Regions from separate parts of the Mus musculus genome. Here region 2 is linked to region 1. A link is a contact called in public promoter capture Hi-C data. All regions are on one chromosome and are shown on one strand. Each heading gives the region's core, a stretch centred on a gene start, on an enhancer-like site or on the middle of the called end of the contact. The rest is flanking DNA. Distances are from core to core; before and after follow the strand shown. Region 1 holds the start of Plekhg4 (pleckstrin homology domain containing, family G (with RhoGef domain) member 4). Region 2 holds the start of Cenpt (centromere protein T).

What was found. Promoter capture Hi-C pulls out the DNA fragments that hold promoters and counts their contacts.
Region 2: a contact with region 1 is called in a promoter capture Hi-C map of embryonic stem cells. The contact joins the promoter of Cenpt here to the promoter of Plekhg4 in region 1. A contact is called at or near these places in 3 of 39 promoter capture datasets (cranial neural crest, embryonic stem cells and neural stem cells), 2 of 115 datasets of contacts at active chromatin or transcription factors (bone marrow-derived macrophages and embryonic stem cells) and 1 of 9 other capture datasets (adipose tissue).

What each region holds. Positions count from the first base shown.
Region 1 is chr8:105,370,422-105,375,551 of GRCm38.p6, reverse strand. It overlaps Plekhg4 (pleckstrin homology domain containing, family G (with RhoGef domain) member 4), which reads right to left and starts at 2,280. Exons shown (of 23, transcript NM_001364406.1): 1 at 1,690-2,280; 2 at 653-799; 3 at 1-88. The coding sequence starts at 1,733.
Region 2 is chr8:105,849,190-105,854,319 of GRCm38.p6, reverse strand. Cenpt (centromere protein T) reads left to right here and starts at 2,312. Exons shown (of 13, transcript NM_177150.2): 1 at 2,312-2,449; 2 at 4,397-4,487; 3 at 4,607-4,694; 4 at 4,799-4,895; 5 at 4,997-5,130. The coding sequence starts at 2,337.

The DNA.
Region 1 (5,130 bases), core at 1,031-3,530:
GGTTGCCCCTGCTGCTGGTCTTGAAGGTCTTGGGTCCATAGCCTGTATCTCGTGAGCAGGTTCCTCCTCCTTCCGGGTGTTCCTGAAACTGCACACAGCAAATCTCTTCCCATCTGCAACATGGCCCTGGGAGTCTGGGGACACATCCCCACACTCAAGAGGCCCTTCCATCACTCCCTGGTAAGAGTGGGTCTGCTCTGGACAAGTGGATAACGGGTTGGACTTTGACGTGAAAGGAAACTTCAGCTCATCCAGGAACTGGTTTGAAAATGGTGGGGCAAGACTCCGCGGTTAGGAGGAAGTGCTAGGCTGGGTACCAGGTCCCCTGAAAGTAAAAGTAAAGTAGTCCAGCCTGGTGTGCTGGTGAGGGAAGAAACAGGGTCTCCTTTGGGCCTAAGACTGGCTTACGCTTCCGTGAACCACTACTGGGTGGCCATACCTTCGGGCACACCTTCACGACAGGCTTAGCCGGCTCACGCGCAGCTCTCCGCTCTAGCCCACCCTGCCAGGCCTTGGCCTAGGCGCCTGTCCCAGTGCTCCCGGCCCCACACGGGTCACCCGCACACTCACACCCCTGGGACGTGCAGTGGGGAACTCTGAAGCCGGGAGGCTACACCACCAGAGCCGTCGAACTAACGAAGAACAAACGCACCGCAGCCTCGAGGATGGGTACAGCGAGGCTGCCCAGATTCCAAGGGCGCCACCTTCTGGTGGCTCGAAGGGCCGCAAGGCCGCTGTGGACGCGGCGCTCTCTAGGGGCTGGAGGACCGAATCACAGGTTCTTCCGGAAGGCGCCGCTCTGCAAGGCCGAGGGTGCGGAGGAGAGCTGGGACCACGCCTACTGCCCCCTGCCTAGAGCATCCGCGCCCGCCGGCCGCTGGGTTCCTACTCTCAGTGCCTCGGAGACTTGGCGAGCCCTCCCTTGACTTCTCATTCTGCCGACCCCGGCAACATTCATTCCACTGTGCTCACTGTGCTCAGAGCTGGAACTGTCTGAAAGGGTGAGTGAGCCGTGGCTCTGCCGATGGAAAGAAGGCTCTTGCACGAAGCAAAGGACGCCCTTGTGGGAGGAGGGCAAGGCTCCTTTACCATTCCCGTGATGGGACATGGGAATACTTGCCCAGCTTCCATGTACAAGATGAGGACCACTCAAGCCCTCGTGGTCCTCAGAGCTGTCCCACCACCCACCACCACACACTCACACACACACACATGTGAGTCCATGATTAGGGGCCGTCTCCAGAGAGACTCCCTATGCCCTGGTAGCTGCGTGTGGATAATCTTCACGGATAGTGGGAGGGACCACCACTCCTCTGTAGCCTGAATCTCCCCTTCAGGTTCTCAGGCCCACCCACCACGGAACAGGTTGGATGGGCTGTGAGGTGTAACTCAGTAGCAGAGCCCTTGCCTGACTTGTGTGAGCCCCCAGGTTTAATTAATAAAACAAACAACAAAAAGACAGAGAAATAAATTAGAGATAAACGGTGACATCCCATGACTTGTTAAACCCGGAAGGTGAAGAGGGTAGGTAGCTATGTCTCTGGGTGGGAATTGACCCAGGCCTGCCAACATACATAAGGCTCAAACCCTCATTCCCTGAGTTCTTTTTCCCTATCCACAGAAAAGGGTGGCTAAGAAAGCTGGTGCCCTGGGGCCAGAGACCAGCTGAGATCTGGTTCCATCACTCACCTCTTGTGGGCTGTTCCAGGGACCCTTTTCTCTTTGCACCTCATCTTCCTCTCCTGTAAGACAAGAAAAGCATTCTTTTCTCCTGGGGTTGCCCGATGGACCAGGGAAATCCTGATGGATGGATCAGATATCTGTGTTCATGCCCTGCCTTCCCACTTCACCCTTCGTTAGGGAATCTTGAACTGATGAAAGACACTGGGATAGCTGGGAGACCCCTACTCGTTCTTAACTCTAAAGTCTGGGGTCCTTTTGGAGGAAGTGGGCCTGGCCTAACACTCTTGAATTTGTGGAAAGATCATAAGAAAAAGGTTATCTGTGCAACCAGACAAAGGCATGTAGCCCCCACACCATGGCCTTGGTCCCTGGGAGGAGAGGACACTGGACATAATGCCTTCCCTGGCTCTAAGTCAGGCGATTCCTTCATGAATCTAGTTATCAGCTGCAGCCATGGTAGAAACAACAGGCGTCCCCACCCATCTCTGACTCTAAGGCAGATTCTGAAGAGCAAGGGGCAAGGCTGGCCTTGGAGTTGTCCTTCTCCAGCCCCAGCTCCTAGGCATGTCTTCCATCTCTCCTTCCTCTAGCTTCAGTGAGCATCAGGTCCAGTCTTGGCTTCTGTCCTTGGTTCTTGTCCCAGGCCACCCCCACTGAGTCATTGCCCCTCCCTCCCTCTCTCCTTCCCTCCCTCCTGCTTCTGAGGCTCACCTCCACCCACTAGCCAGGCCCCCAGGAGCTGTAAGAAGATGGACTTCCCGGGAGGAACATAACCCTTCCCAGGGATGAAGCAAATAAGAGGCATCAGGTCTCAGGCCCTAACTGACCCAGGCCCTCTGAACACAGCAGGCGGTTGGGGGAGCGCAGGCACGCGTGCTGAGACAGAGGCAGAACTAGGCTGTGGTTTTCTCACTCCACACAGAATGTGCCCTGTAAGCAGGCAGACTGAATATTGTCCACTTTGATATTTCGAGCTCTGTATGTCAGGCCTGGCACAGAATAAATATTTAGGGGTATCTAAGACTAGTCACACCGCCCCTCCCGTCCTGAACTCTTCCCACGTGGGTGACGTGGAAACCAAGGTTAGAGAAAATGACTGACAGACAGACTCAGACAGAAGAGGCAGAGAGCTGTGAGGCACACGTATCTGGGATGGGAAAGGCATGGAACAGCAACAGGGACAGACACTGGCCCAGTGCGGGACAGTGGGGGGCTAGGCCTGGAGCCAACCTGGGGTGGCTGACCACAGCGGGCTTCCAGAGCTGAGCTTGCAAGTCTGAACAGTGACTCACGAAGGCCATCTCTGGTTCTGCTGGTTGCTGAATCTACTCAGAGAAGTCTTTTCCACTGAGATTGTAGAATGTGGACAGCCCCCCCCCCCACTCCGCCCTCCCCCCTCCCCAGCCCTCCCTACCTCTCTTTTCTTGACAACATCCATCCATAAGGAAAGAAAAGGGAAGAAAAGAAAAGAAAAGGCGACTCCTTAGCTTTGGAGATCTGGGGATACATTCCCTTAAGTCTGTGTATGACTTAAGTCCCTTAAGCCAGGACCACTGTAATCAGCAAAGCAACTGATTTCTCAAACCTCCCAGACCCCTCTCATCTTTGACCCAAATAAACCCAGGCTCCTGGGAGTGGCATTCAAGGCCACCAGGGGCATCACAGCCTTTTCTCTTAGGTCCCAGACTGCATGGGGAAACAGAGCTGACTAAAACCCTGTTGTCTCAGACCACCTTCTTTGACGTAGAACGGCCCTCATTGTGACCAAAGAGTGCATGCCTCTAATCTAGGGCTTGAGATGAAAGGGCTGGACGATACACAAGTTCAAGGCTAGCCAGGTCTAAAAAAAAGGGGAAAAAAAAAGTTCCAGACAAGACAGAGCTTCATAACAAGATCCTGTTGTTTTTTTAAGATGGAGGGAAGCTAGGGAGATAGCTTTGTGGATAGCATAAGGCCCTGTGTTTGATTCTCAGAACACTTTTTTTTTTTTAAGCTAAACATGCTGGCACACTTGTAATCCTAGCACTGGGGAGGCAGAGGCAGGCAGATCCTGGGCTAGCCAGCCCAGCCTAAATAGCAAGCTCTAGGCCTATGACATCTGGATCCCCCCTCTCCATTCATTCCAGGTAAGATAACCACCCTGTCATTTTTGTCCAATCAAGTGGCCAAACTTTTTTTTTTTTTTTTTGGTTTTTCGAGACAGGGTTCCTCTGTATAGCTCTGGCTATCCTGGAACTCACTTTGTAGACCAGGCTGGCCTTGAACTCAGAAATCTGCCTGCCTCTGCCTCCTAAGTGCTGGGATCAAAGGCGAGCACCATCACTGCCCTGCGTGGCCAATTGACCTGCTTGCTCCTACAGAGCAAATGCCTGATAGCTTTACCTAATTCTCAAGCTGTGCTCACTAGCTTTTTGGGCTTCCCCAAGACCTGTTAAATCAAAACCCTTGGAGTAGGTGGGTGTGACCACACATGCCTTTAATCCAAGCATGGGGGCTGGGGGAGGGGCAGGAAAAGGGGATAGGGAGAACAGGTATGGGCAGGCAGATCTCTGTGAATTTGAGGCCAGTGTGGTCTGCATATTGAGTTCCAGGTTAGCCAGGTCTGCATAGTGAGACCCTGCCTCTAAAAAACGGACACCTTGGAGCAGGCTCAGAGATCTGTTGTGACAAGCTCCCCAGTTATCCTGACTGAAACCTGGTGGGAAGACTTCTTACAGTTTGGTCCTCTTCACCTACTCTGAGCCGCTGAAATAGCATCCCCAAGGCCCTTCCATGTCAAGCTTTCCTTTCTTGGAATCCACTATTGGGGCTTCCAGATAATCTACTTCTTCCTGTCCCCCTTCTTCCCAGGACCCAGAGACCCACAGCCTTTTCCATGCAACTTTACCTTGCATTATGAGCAAGATAATGCAAACAACTTAGGATCCATTACCCCGGAGCCAGGGCTGGGACACTTCTTTCCCATTTTAACCTTAGCAGTAATCTTATGGAGTGTTAAGTTAACTTTTGTTCTTGTTAAGTATGACTGTTAACTCTTTTGTCCTTATTGGTTTGCTTTGTTTTCACTGGGTACCTCTGGCTAGCCTCGAACTTGCTATATAGGCCAGGCTGGCCTCGAGCTCACAGGGATCCATCTATTTCTGACTCTTCAGTGCGTGTTCCAGCTATCCCATTTTAGAGATGAGAAAACTAAAGCTCAAAAAGCTTAGGCAACAGGCCCCAGATGATATAGATAAATAGGAACGGCTAGGACTGACTCCAGATCGTTAAATTAACTACCAGGTCTTATCATTGTGAGCAACTGGAAGGCAAAGCTACGTCACTCTTCCTTCTTATCCCCGTGCATAGCATAGGGGGAAAAAATGACCAAGTCTGTGGGTCGTTGACGTGTTTTAAGGTCCTGAGACTCAGAGACATGGATGTGGCTAGCGACTGCCTACAGTTGGG
Region 2 (5,130 bases), core at 1,063-3,562, 480 kb before region 1:
AACAAACCAATATATAAATATCGTATAATATTTTTCACATTTATTAATTTTAAAAACATTCAAAGTAATGGGAGATATGTTTATACATATATCATGTGTGAGAGTGGGGGAGTAATGTTTGCATTTATGCATGTTCATATGTGTGCCAGTGAGTGTCAATTTCTGGGTATCATTCATTCCTCAAGGCCCTTGGCCTTTTCTTTTTTCTTTTTTTTTTTTTTTTTTTGAGACAGGATTTCTCTGTGTAGCCCTGGCTGTCCTGGAACTCACTCTGTAGACCAGGCTGGCCTCGAACTCAGAAATCCACCTGCCTCTGCCTCCCAAGTGCTGGGATTAAAGGCGTATGCCACCACGCCGGCTGGCCTTTTCATTTTAGGCTGGCTGGCCAGTTAGCTGCAGGGATGCACCTCTAGCACTGCCATTATAGGCATGGGACACAATGCTTGGTATTTTTTTTATTTATTTATTTTTGGTTTTTCAAGACAGGTTTTCTCTGTGTAGTCCTTGCTGTCCTGAAACTCCCTCTATAGACCAAGCTGGCCTCGAACTCAGAAATCAGCCTGCCTCTGCCTCCTAAGTGCTGGGATTAAAGGCCTGTGCCACCACTGCCCTGCTCATGCCTGGCTTTTTAACTTGTGAGGAAGAATCACATTGATTCAAACCCACAAAGCATTAAAGAAGATACTCAATTTGACTCTACCTTCAGTACATAAATAGCCTTTAACATACTCATGGACATTCAAATAATATCTAGTAAGTTGAAAGTAGGGACTGTGCCTGGTCTTCAGCACCAAAAGCAAACAAAGTGCGCAATTTCTCCCCAGCACTGTCTTACCTATCCTCTGGACTTGGCATCTCTAGTGAAAAGCAAGAATCATATTGCATGTCTCTGCTTCTAATCTTGGGTCCTCTACATCTGTTTCCCTTGTGACTGCCAAAGAAAATCTGACAAGCCATGGGTCGCTCAAGGGGGCTGGAGAAATGGCTCAGGGTTTAAGAACACTGACTGCTCTCTGGAAGGTTCTGAGTTCAAATCCCAGCAACCACAGGCATGAATCACAAGTTCAAGGTCATCATCTGCTGCGTGGAAAGTCTGAGGCAAGTCTGAACTACATACAACCTGTCTCAAAACAAAACAACAGTCGGGCGGTGGGGCACACGCCTTTAATCCCAGCACTTGGGAAGCAGAGGTAGGCAGATTTCTGAGTTCGAGGCCAGCCTGGTCTACAGAGTGAGTTCCAGGACAGCCAGGGCAATACAGAGAAACCCTGTCTCAAAAAAAACAAAAAACAAAACAAAAACAAAAAAAAAACCCAAAACCTGTCTCAAAAAACCAAACCAAAAACAACAACAACAACGAAAAAAAAAAAGCAACAAAAAACCCAAACCAAAACAAAACCCAAACAAAACAACAACAAAACCCAAGACTTCTAAAGAAAATAAAAATTTAAACGGGGTGCAATAGAAAACACCTGTATTCTCGCTCACCTGCTCTTGCTTCTACTCCCCCCCCCATTGCCCTCCTCCCTCTCTCCAGGTGCCCATGGGCGACCTCTACTCCTCTATTCTCTCTGCCTCTATGTCTACTCCCTCATCTCCCCTTCCCATGCCCTGAATAAATCCTGTTCTATACTAACAAACAAAAAGAACGGAAGGAAGGAAGAAAACACCTGTAACGCAATCAAACAGAAGTGGAAGCAGGAGGCTTAGAAGTTCAAGGTCATCTTGGACTACCTAGGGATTTTGAGGTCAGCTTGGGCTACACACCACGCTGTTTCAAAAACAAAAAGTATATACGCACGTGCGCGCACATGAAATTATCAAAATCTACCATAGTGGCCTACATCTGCCATCGGAGTATTCCTATGGTAAAGGCAAGAGGGCTGTCCAGAGAGGTTGACCCTACATGTATGTCTGGTGTCTGAAGAGACCAGAGGAGGACATTTGATGCCCGGACACTGGTGTTTCTGGCAGTCATGACCTTTCCTTACGGGTTCAGGTTCTATACAAGAGCAGCAAGTAGGCCTTGCCGCTGAGCCATACTTCTAGTCCCCTAGTTCTTTAAGATTATTATAAGCCTTTAAAAAAAAAAACTTTTTTTTTTTTTTTAAATGAAGAAACCATGAAGTCTTAACTGGTTGCATGCTTTCCCCTCAGGGTTAACATGAGACCGCCTCCAAAATCAATTTACAATCACATCAGACCCGGTTCCCCAGCTGTTGGACTACAGTTCCCGTGGGGCCATGTGGCAGCATCGCGAGACTTGACTCAAAATAGGCGGTGGGAACGCGGTGCTCGCTGCTGCTTGAGCAGTTAGGAGGGGTGGGGTCCTGAACATGGCGGACCTCAGCTTTTCTGACGGCGATCCTACTGTACGCACGCTTTTGCGGCGCGTGCTGGAGACGGCGGATTCGCGCACTCCGATGAGACGCCGGAGCACTCGGATCAAGTACGTAAGAGTGTTGCGGTGAGCAACTGGAATGAATGGACAGTGGTGTCTGCGTCTGGAAAGGAAAACCGCGTCTCAGAGTACAGTCTGAGATGCTGAGATCAGACTCGGGGTTCCTAATCAAATTGAACTCAGCTGTGCGGTTTTGTACTCTCACCGTATGCCCCAGGGTGAGACCGCAGAGTCTCACTCACAACGGTGCTGGATCTCTAGGAGCAGAGGGCAAGGCTCTGTGTTTTCTAGCCTGTTTCACTCACCCCCCTCCCAGGCCAAGGTTGTCGTGACATCTACCCCTGCTTCTAGGTGACTTCACCTTTCACAACACACACAGTCCTACTCTCTGAGGCTCCCATGGCAGGTCGGGGGGCAGGAACTGGAAAGATGCTTTGCTTTCTTTCTTTTCTTTCTCTTTCTTTCTTTCTTTCTTTCTTTCTTTCTTTCTTCTTCTTGCTTTGCTTTTTTTCTTTTCTTTTTCTTTCTTCTTCTTCATGCTTTGCTTTCTTTTTTCTCTCTTCTTCTTCATGCTTTGCTTTCCTTTTTTCTTTCTTCTTCTTGATGCTTTGCTTTCTTTTTTCTTTCTTCTTTTCTTCTTCTTTCTTCTTTCTTCTTCTTTCTTCTTCTTCTTCTTCTTCTTCTTCTTCCTTCTTCTTCCTTCTTCTTCCTTCTTCTTCTTCTTCTTCTTCTTCTTCTTCTTCCTTCTTCCTTTTTCTTCTTCTTCTTCTTCTTCTTCCTTCTTCTTTCTTCTTTCTTCTGTTTTTGTTTTTTCGGTTTTCGAGACAGGGTTCCTCTGTGTAGTCCTGACTTTGGGGAGTGAAGCTTAAGGAGGGTTGTGAGCAGAAGGTACCGAAGTTGGCTTCCACCAGTCTGGAAGAATGCCCTTCTTTCCAAGTGGAGACTCGTTCATGATAAGGTGTTTTCTTTTATTCTCCAAAGTATTAGTGGTTGATCCTAGGATCTTATGCCTGCTAATTAAGCACCCTACCATTGTGCGTCATCTCCAGCCCTTTCCCTATTTCTTTGCCACAGGATCTCAAGAAGTTGCCTGGGCGTGGCTTGAAACTAGCCCAGACAGGCTTTGGACTCCCCATCCTCTTTCCCTAACCTCCCTGGTCGCTGGGATTAACATGTTGGTCCCACCGGGCCCTTGTTAATTCATGATGGGGCATTATGTATTTATTTACTGTCGGTGTTTGTGAGAGAGTGTGTGTAGGTCAAAGGACACTCTTAGAGTCAGTTCTGACCTTCCAGCACGTGGGTCCAGGTCATTGAACTCAGGATGCTAGGCTTGGAAGCAGTTGCCTTTAACCACTGAGCAATCTGGCCAGCCCCTCCGGCTATGTTTTAGGCCTGTGAGTAATGAGGTGGAAGCCTGCGGAACACAGAGTTCTGAGACACACTGTACTGGAGAAAAAGGGCTGGGGTGACCCATGGGGAGCTTAATGTCACACCTTGATGACAACTTGAAAGGTTAAAAGTAACTTAAATTTCCTACTTGGCTGATTTCTGAGTTCGAGGCCAGCCTGGTCTACAGTGTGAGTTCCAGGACAGCCAGGGCTACACAGAGAAACCCTGTCTCGAAAAACTAAAAAAAAAAAAAAAAAAAAAAAAAATGTCCTACTTGGATTGTTATTCTAATGCCTGGGACGGGACAGGATGCTCTTCCGGTTTGTAACCTCTGTGACCACCCTCCAGTCATGTTTTGTTATTCTGCTAGACTTACCCTCATCCCAGCTAGATCAGTCATAGTCCATCTGTCCCTCAGGGTTACCCCTCATCCCCCTCTTTGCTGGGGACCATGGAAGGTACAAGTGGTTTCTGGGACCCTGCCCCTAAAGGAAAGCTTTTAAACCACAGCCCCTAAACAAACGTCTGTACCTCCAGGTCCTTACCCCCAACTTCCTACAGAGATCTCAGGGCAGGTTGTCCTGTTTTTGTTTTTTTACACAGTGCACAAAGAAGACGGTCTCAAACGCCATACTCTAACAGGCAGGGTAGCCAAACAAAGACAAGTGCTAGGAAGCAATCCCATGGAGCTAGGGTAAGTGTCCACCTACTCCATGAGTGACTTCATAGAACCCTAAAGTCTATTTTTGTTTTGAAGCCTACCTTGAGGGGCTCTCAAGCCAAAAGAGAGACTAGTGGCGCTTGTACCCATAGTCAGTTGGCAGATCGACTCGTGTTCAAGGTCGTGGGCGCCTGGAGGAACAGACACCCCGGACTCTGCTAAGGAATATCTTACTAACTGGTAAGTGGGTGTCAGCCTGCCAGTTAAAATTAGGTGCTAGTCCAACAGTGAGTCCTATGATGTCCTTCTTGGTCAGCCCCACCCTTTTCTTGCTCATTCTATAGCCCCAGAATCGTCCACTGTGATGCCAGACCCAGTGGTGAAGCCAGCACAAGTACCAGAAGTGGCCCGGTCCTCCAGACGGGAGAGCAGTCGGGGAAGGTACACGGTGAATTTCCCTCATAGGCTGAGCCACCTCTTGGGATCCCCAGAAACTAAAATTGGGCTTCCTGACATGTTTGAGATAAACTTCATCCTTACAGCCTGGAGCTACACCTTCCTGAACTGGAGCCCCCCTCAACCCTGGCTCCGGGTCTAACAGCCCCTGGCAAAAGGAAGCAGAAACTGAGATTATCAGTATTTCAGCAGGAAGTGGACCAGGGGTTGCCTCTCTCCC